Linked DNA regions of Salmo salar: region 1 is linked to region 2. A link is a contact called in public Hi-C data. All regions are on one chromosome and are shown on one strand. Each heading gives the region's core, a stretch centred on a gene start, on an enhancer-like site or on the middle of the called end of the contact. The rest is flanking DNA. Distances are from core to core; before and after follow the strand shown. Region 1 overlaps LOC106565962 (forkhead box protein J3). Region 2 holds the start of LOC106565962 (forkhead box protein J3).

Region 1 (3,637 bases), core at 348-2,847, 150 kb before region 2:
AGCACTGGTGGTAGAAACAATCTGGCGATGAATATAATGAGATCCAGAGAGAATAGACATTCATTTTTTTCCATTGTGCGAAACTGAAAGGATGTGTGGAATGGCAGCTATGCAGGCGATGCTACTGGCTGGTGTGTGTGACAGGGCAGGGATTGGCAGCAGCACCAACAGCCTGGATGGTGCTGGTGATGTGTGCTCAGTCTTGCCCAGTGTCCGGCCAGGGCTCTGCTCATCAGGCTGAGTGGCTGTGGCCCTGCCTGCACCCTCTCTCTCAGTCTAACACACAGCAGCAGCAGGACATGAAGGCCGCTCTGCTTTCTGAGTCCAGAGACAAGTCTAGGTCTGACTGACCTCCAGATCTGAGCTCAAATAGTACTTGTGCTTGATTGAGCTTGCCTGGCACAATGGAACCAACGGAATAATCACAAAAGTGAAAACCCGGCAAATCTGTCAAACCAGGCAGGCTTAATCATCCGCTCAGTGTTTGAAAGAAAACATACCATTTGAACCCAGATCTGGCTGCTGCCCCATGTTACTGTTATATAGGCAGTTTGAGTACAGCCACTGACTAGTGCTGAGCAATTAACCAACTTTTTTTTTGGTGGGGTGGGTGGGGGGGGTATTAAACAACTAATTGACAAACGTTAGTTCAATTACTTGAATTCCATAGTAGCTAATTACCACGTTTCGACAACTATGCAGCATATTTAAGCAGCTACTAGCTAGCAAGCTAGCCTAGCTAAATAGGATGACTCAAAGAGAGTCCAGTATGGGGAGTACAGAGAACGTTACATGTATGTTTGGCTGGCTGGCTGCCTGCTACTGCCTGAGAAGAGATGAGATGGCTTTAAATAATGAAAAATAATAACACCATCAAATAAAAGCAAGTAATACACACAACTGAAATATTATTTCATAGTAATGTCCTCTTTTTCTATTGACGTCTACCCAATGTGGACCTGACAAAGAGAGTGTTTTCAATGTTTTGGCAATTCAATGTTCATTTTGGAATTTCCACTAAAATAATTAGTCATTATTTCATAATGCATTTAATGTTGAAAAAGATAAGCAAAACTGAAATCCGTCATGTTATTTTTTATACGCAAACTTGTCCTGACACTAATCCTGACACACAGCACTCTCCCTCTGTAGTGAGTCATTGTGGGCTCTCACTCTGCCAGAAAATGACACAAAAATGTTGTGCTTTAATAACAGTCAGATGAGAGAGTGTTGGATCCAGTGTAGTAGTGAATGTTTGGTGGGGGAAGGGATGAAAGAGAAGCTAATTAGTCGACTGTTGCCTTCCACCACTCAGTGTGGGCTGGGCTCCAGTGTTCATTAGCGTGAAGGAGGAAATCAATGAGCAGCTAAGACTGAGGGCTTAGGCACGTCTCGAAATCAGCACTACAATGCTAATCAAACAGCGCGCTGCAGAAATATAAATGTTACATGTAATGAAGTCTTAAACCACCAATCTATTTTTAGTCCCCTCATCCAGTGTGATGATTTCCAGACCTCACTGCTCTGTGGTTTACACAGACCCCAGAGTCAAGACGCCCACTCCAGCACGCCACACAGTCACAGACCAAAACCCAGTCATCATGTCTCTCACACACACAAAGTCATCCAGTCCCACAAAGACAAGCATGCTCACACAGGCAGGAGCTCCTGCCACAGTAAATCCTGATCCGTGTTTGGTGCTAGCAACTAGCAGGAGTTAGTGTGTGTTCTATTCTTAGCAGTAAATTAAGTAAAAAGCCAGGTGTCTTTTACATAAGACTCTAATCTGGAGCATGAGACTTGGATTATGAAATCAAAGCGAGATTCACCCAGATGTCTTTAACAATGCCTGCCAGTGTTCAGCAGAATCCCTGCTCACAGGATTTAAGAGGGAGAAAGAGAAGCAAAGCACAGGGCCAGACGTTTCCTCAGTAAACACACACTTCTTCCTACAATCCCCCTTCCTTTATCACGCTCTAATGCCAGACTTCTGTCTCATTCACAACCATTACAAACAGCTACCTCAGAATAGACCAGAGAAAAATGTTTTAAAACGTGTGTGTGTGTGTGTGTGTGTGTGTGTGAGAGAGAGAGAGAGAATGAAAGGCAGGGGAGACTTGAAGGCACGTCTAACAGACAGTGTTGGGATTCTCACTGGTTCTGTAGTCCTGACACAGCCTCCCATTGGCCTCTCAGAGAAGGCAGGAACATGAGAGATAGAGAGGGAAAATAGAGAGCGAGAAAGAGGGAGAGAAAGAGGGAATTCCTGTGGTTTGGCACAGTGCACCAAAAGAGGCGTGGCCAGTTGTATGTTTACAGTGTAACACAGTGAGAAACAAGCTCTCTCAGGAGTAGGGCTCAGATCCGCTGCTGCTTCTCCACTATGCTTTATCATAGCAACAGTTACAATCAGGAGAACAAAAGACACTCATAACGTCACACAAACACAGCCCCGCTGTATCCTTGCCTGAAGCAGGGATGTTCAGAATTTTTGGGGTTTTGTTTTCCATTATTCTTATGTGTGAAATCAAACTTATCTATGGAGGATGTCCGTGTTAAATGACCAACTGAGGTTTGAAACCTCAATTTTCCCAGCAAATCGATGACAAGTGATTATTTGTTGAGATGAGAGTAGGAAAGACAAGTGTGTGTGTGTGTGTGTGTGTTTCCAGGGGCACCACCTAGCCCGTCTCACACGCCAAAGACAGTCCTCCTTCCGAAAGGGCAGACACACACCACTCCCCCTTACTGCACACACACGCAGTCAGATACGCGGTTCTATTCTCGTGAGGCCCTAAAATGTATTTCCTTTCAAAATCCTATTTACCCTAAGCCCAAAACCTAAACCCCAAAATAGCCTTTGTTGTCGTCGGGATTGCGGAAATGTCCCAACGATGGAGAATTTTCCTCATTTTACTATCCTTGTGGGGACTTCAGGTCCCCACGAGGGTAGAAGAGCAAGACCACACACACCCTCCTCTTCTCACACATCCCACCCTCAAGTACTCTACCCCAAAGCACCCCCCTCCCACCGTTTATATAAAACACAGTATTTTTTTACGCCCGCTGCAGTAAATGAATGAGCGACTCTTGTAGGCTTTTTAAAAGTACTCCAGAGAGCTGCCCCCACTGGGCCCAGAGGAGAGGGCTTAAGGTTAAAAAGCCTATTTCAATTTCAGAGTGAACAGCGTATTCAACGCCAACAGCTTGCAGTCCCTGTGGCTTCTCCCGCTCTTTCTCTGCAGTGAGGGTTATACGGCAACAGACATCCACACACACAGTAATGTCTTGCCAGGCTACCCAGACTCCTCCAGCCAAACGCTACGGCACGCCTGTGGACGTTAGTTTCTTCTCCACAACGAATCTGGATCTGAGTACTTGCCTGACCCCTCACCAAATGTGAACACATTCGGAGACGTCTGATTGGTCAAGAAGACGCAAGGATAAAGCGGCGGTTTGACTTTGATACTCTGATTTGTTAGAGACGATCAAATGGATTACTTTGTTTAGTACAACACCCATCGTCACCACAAACGACTTCAATGATGACTTTAGTGTGAGTCGTCAGGCTAGGCAACCCAACCACATCTCATGGACAGACCAGAAAAGGACTGGGCATCTTCCATGAACTTTCAGG
Region 2 (3,685 bases), core at 921-3,420:
GTAAAGTCCATGGAGAATAAGAGCACCTCCTCCCAGCTGCCCACTGCACTGAGGTTAGGAAACACTGTCACCTCCGATAAATCTACGACAATCGAGAATTTCAATAAGCAATTTTCTACAGCTGGCCATGCTTTTCCACCTGGCTACCCCTACCAACAGTTCAGCACCCCCTGCAGCAACTTGCTCAAGCCCCCCCTCCACTATGCAACCTGGTTTCCGAGCTGGTCATGGGTGTACCTCAGCCACACTCAAGGTCCTAAACGATACCATAACCACCATCGATAAAAGACAGTACTGTACAGCCATCTTCATCGACCTGGCCAAGGCTTTCGACTCTGTCAATCACCACATTCTTATCGGCAGACTCAAAAGCCTTGGTTTCTCAAATTACTGCCTCGCCTGGTTCACCAACTACTTCTCAGATAGAGTTCAGTGTGTCAAATCGGAGGGCCTGTGGTCCGGACCTCTGGCAGTCCCTATGGGGCTGCCACAGGGTTCAATTCTCGGGCCGACTTTTCTCTCTCTCATACACACACGCATACATACATACATACATACATACATACATACATACATACATACATACATACATACATACATGTTGCTGGTGATTCTCTGATCCACTTCTACGCAGACGACACCATTCTGTATACATCTGGCCCTTCTTTGGACACTGTGTTAACAAACCTCCAAACGAGCTTCAGTGCCATACAACAATCCTTCCGTGGACCCCAGTATCTCTACTTGCACATCATCATCTGCACATCTATCACTCCAGTGTAAATGCTACATTTTTATTATTTCACCACTATGGCCTATTTATTGCCTTACCTCCCTACATTTACACACACTGTACATAGATTTTTCTATTGTGTTATTGACTGTACGTTTGTTTATGTGGAACTCTGTGTTGTTGTTTTTGTCACACTGCTTTGCTTTGTCTTGGCCAGGTCGCAGTTGTAAATGAGAACTTGTTCTCAACTGGCCTACCTGGTTAAATAAAAGGTGAAATAAAATAAATGACTCAAGTCATTATTGAAAACAGAACAACTTCAACAGCAGTTTCAGGGCTGCATGTGCATGCAGACAGCACTGTAGCTGCTATTTAAAGAACGGGTGATTAAGACAAACCAGACCTGATCTCTTTTTGTGGGATTAAGTTTCCAAAATTGTGCAAATAAAATACTAGAACCTGAATCAACACAGCCTTGCCCTCAAGTGCTTTCATGATTCTTAGTAGCCAAACTAGCCAGTGACATTTTGCCAATGCATTCGTTTTTTTATTAGACATCAAATTGGATTGTTTTAGACTAGCTACCATCGTTATATGGGGAAATCCCACAATCAGACTACGAACCGCATTCTAACAGTTAATGAGGTGTGAGGGACCAAGTTGACCAACCAGTCAATCTAACCACAGAGCGTGTGACAGTTTGGATTAACCTGAAAATTCCCAAATTATCTTACATTTGCCACTTAACGTTACAGAAGCAAGGCTAAACAGCTGGCTAATATTATAGCTAGCAACACACCATGTCAAAAGAGGTTCGGTTTTCTTCACAACATGGCTTGGTAGCTAGCTAACTGGCTAGTTAAAGATGTGGAAGACGAATGCTAGCTGTCAAAGTTGCTCAGTTATCAATGGTGCTAGCAAGCTAACGTTAGCTAGATAGCTAGCTGTCAAGTTCGAGAGTTATAGCTAGCTAACGTAGCTAAAATGATGACCCATGCTATCATGTTAGTTCATTGGCAACGAGCTACCTGGATCGTTACTAATGATGTCCCCATAGGCTCCGTCCCAGCAAAAAGAAAACTGACAAGAGGCCCTGATTTCTGAACTCAATCCCCAGAACTTCAGTGCAGCTCACTTCCCCATGAAAGTCGTCCATTTCATGGGCCTCAGTTCAACTTCCATTCCCATGTTCTTACAGCTCACTTACCCTGGGTATATATGGTCGTTGCCTTTGTCCAGGGAAGTGTTGAAGTAACTGCCCACTCCTCTTCCACCTGATCTTCAACAAGAAAGTCCCTCAGGTGCCTATTCTCTGGCGTTTGTCCTAGATTAGACCCGCTGTGCCCTCACTGATGTGCCCGTGGTGTCCCTCTTCGGCTTCTCCGCCTTTTCCCTTTCGCCTTCCTCTCGACAACCAACATCCGGGACTCTGTCGTTTGCTACACAAAAATACCCGGAACTACTTCCAACACAATTCGAGAATGATGCCGATTACAAACTGCACTGGCTATATTACTGCACTCTACGATGTACACAGCCACACAAACTAGTCCCCTCCCTGTCGTCTCTCTCTCTCTCTCTCTCTCTCTCTCTCTCTCTGCTACAACTACTTTAATAAAACAACAACAATAATAGCAATAAAACAACACATCATCATTATAACAACACTCATCATTATAATAAAAAAATAGTGTTCTAAGCTATTAATAACCTTACTACAGGAGTTATGACAGTACAACAAGAGGTAATATTTAATTGCAAGAAATTATTAATTTTGCTATTTCCTTGACTTCAGATTATACTGTTGTTAGCAGCATCTATTTTTATTTTATTTTATTTTACCTTTATTTAACTAGGCAAGTCAGTTAAGAACAAATTCTTATTTTCAATGACAGCCTAGGAAAAGTGGGTTAACTGCCTTGTTCAGGGGCAGAACAACAGATTTTTACCTTGTCAGCTCAGGGATTCGATCTTTGGTTACAAGTCCAACGCTCTAACCACTAGGCTACCTGCCTCTAGTCTTCTACATGGAGCACTATCTTAGTAATGTTCACGTTATGAGACATGTATTGACATTTTTGGTCAATTCATACTTTGCTGGAATCAAAAATGTCTGATCACTATTAGTACAGTATATACAGTATTTCAGCTTCCTCATACAGTTTTCGGTTGGAAAACAGAGCCTCCAGTGGGTTCTCATTGAAAATGCTTCACTTGAGCTGCAAACAGGTTGCCAATCATATTTCCCATCACAAATATGTGATGGGAATAAGCAAATGATCTACAATTACATTGTGTGTTGAATCTAGCCATAGCCAAATATGGAGACATAGATACCACGTTGTCAATACAGTAGCTGGTCACTGTGTTATTGTGCGGTTGCCATTTGTTTCACTTCAGGTTAATGTGTAGACTCTTTGTATGTAATCAGAGTAAATCAAATAACATTTTATTTGTCACATGCGCCGAATACAACAGGTGTAGACTTTACGATGCTTACTTACGAGCCCTTTCCCAACAATGTAGTGTAAAGTAAGAAAAACGTGCAAAAAATTGAAAAGGAAATAGTAACACAATAAAATAAGAATAATGAGACTATATACACAAGGAGTACCGGTACCTAGTCAATGCGCAGTGGTACGATGTATTTGAGGTAATTTAGGTATTATGTACACTATCATTCAAAAGTTTGGCTTGGGGGTAGAAGCTGTTTACAAGCCTCTTGGACCTACACTACCGTTCAAAAGTTTAGGGTCACTTAGAAATGTCCTTGTTTTTAAAGAAAAGCACATTTTTTGTCCATTAAAATAACATCAAATTGATCAGAAATACAGTGTAGACATTGTTAATGTCGTATATGACTATTGTAGCTGGAAACAGCAGATTTTCTATGGAATATCTACATAGGCCCATTATCAGCAACCATCACTCCTGTCTTCCAATGGGTTCGAG

What was found. Hi-C and Micro-C count contacts between places; a contact is called where the count stands out from the background.
Region 1: a contact with region 2 is called in a Hi-C map of muscle, with 5 times the contacts expected there. The contact joins the enhancer-like site here to the promoter of LOC106565962 in region 2. A contact is called at or near these places in 2 of 3 Hi-C or Micro-C datasets (gill and muscle).

Annotation. Positions count from the first base shown.
Region 1 is chrssa12:83,567,046-83,570,682 of Ssal_v3.1, reverse strand. All of the region lies in intron 5 of LOC106565962 (forkhead box protein J3), which reads right to left. Among protein-coding and RNA genes, the nearest start is that of LOC106565961, 13 kb to the left of the region's middle. Within about 2 kb of position 1,597, at least 1 of the 13 cell types and tissues checked has an H3K27ac peak or open chromatin away from gene starts, as enhancers often do. A contact at or near this core is called in muscle, where this site is marked.
Region 2 is chrssa12:83,416,002-83,419,686 of Ssal_v3.1, reverse strand. LOC106565962 (forkhead box protein J3) reads right to left here and starts at 2,170. Exons shown (of 12, transcript XM_014133654.2): 1 at 1,941-2,170.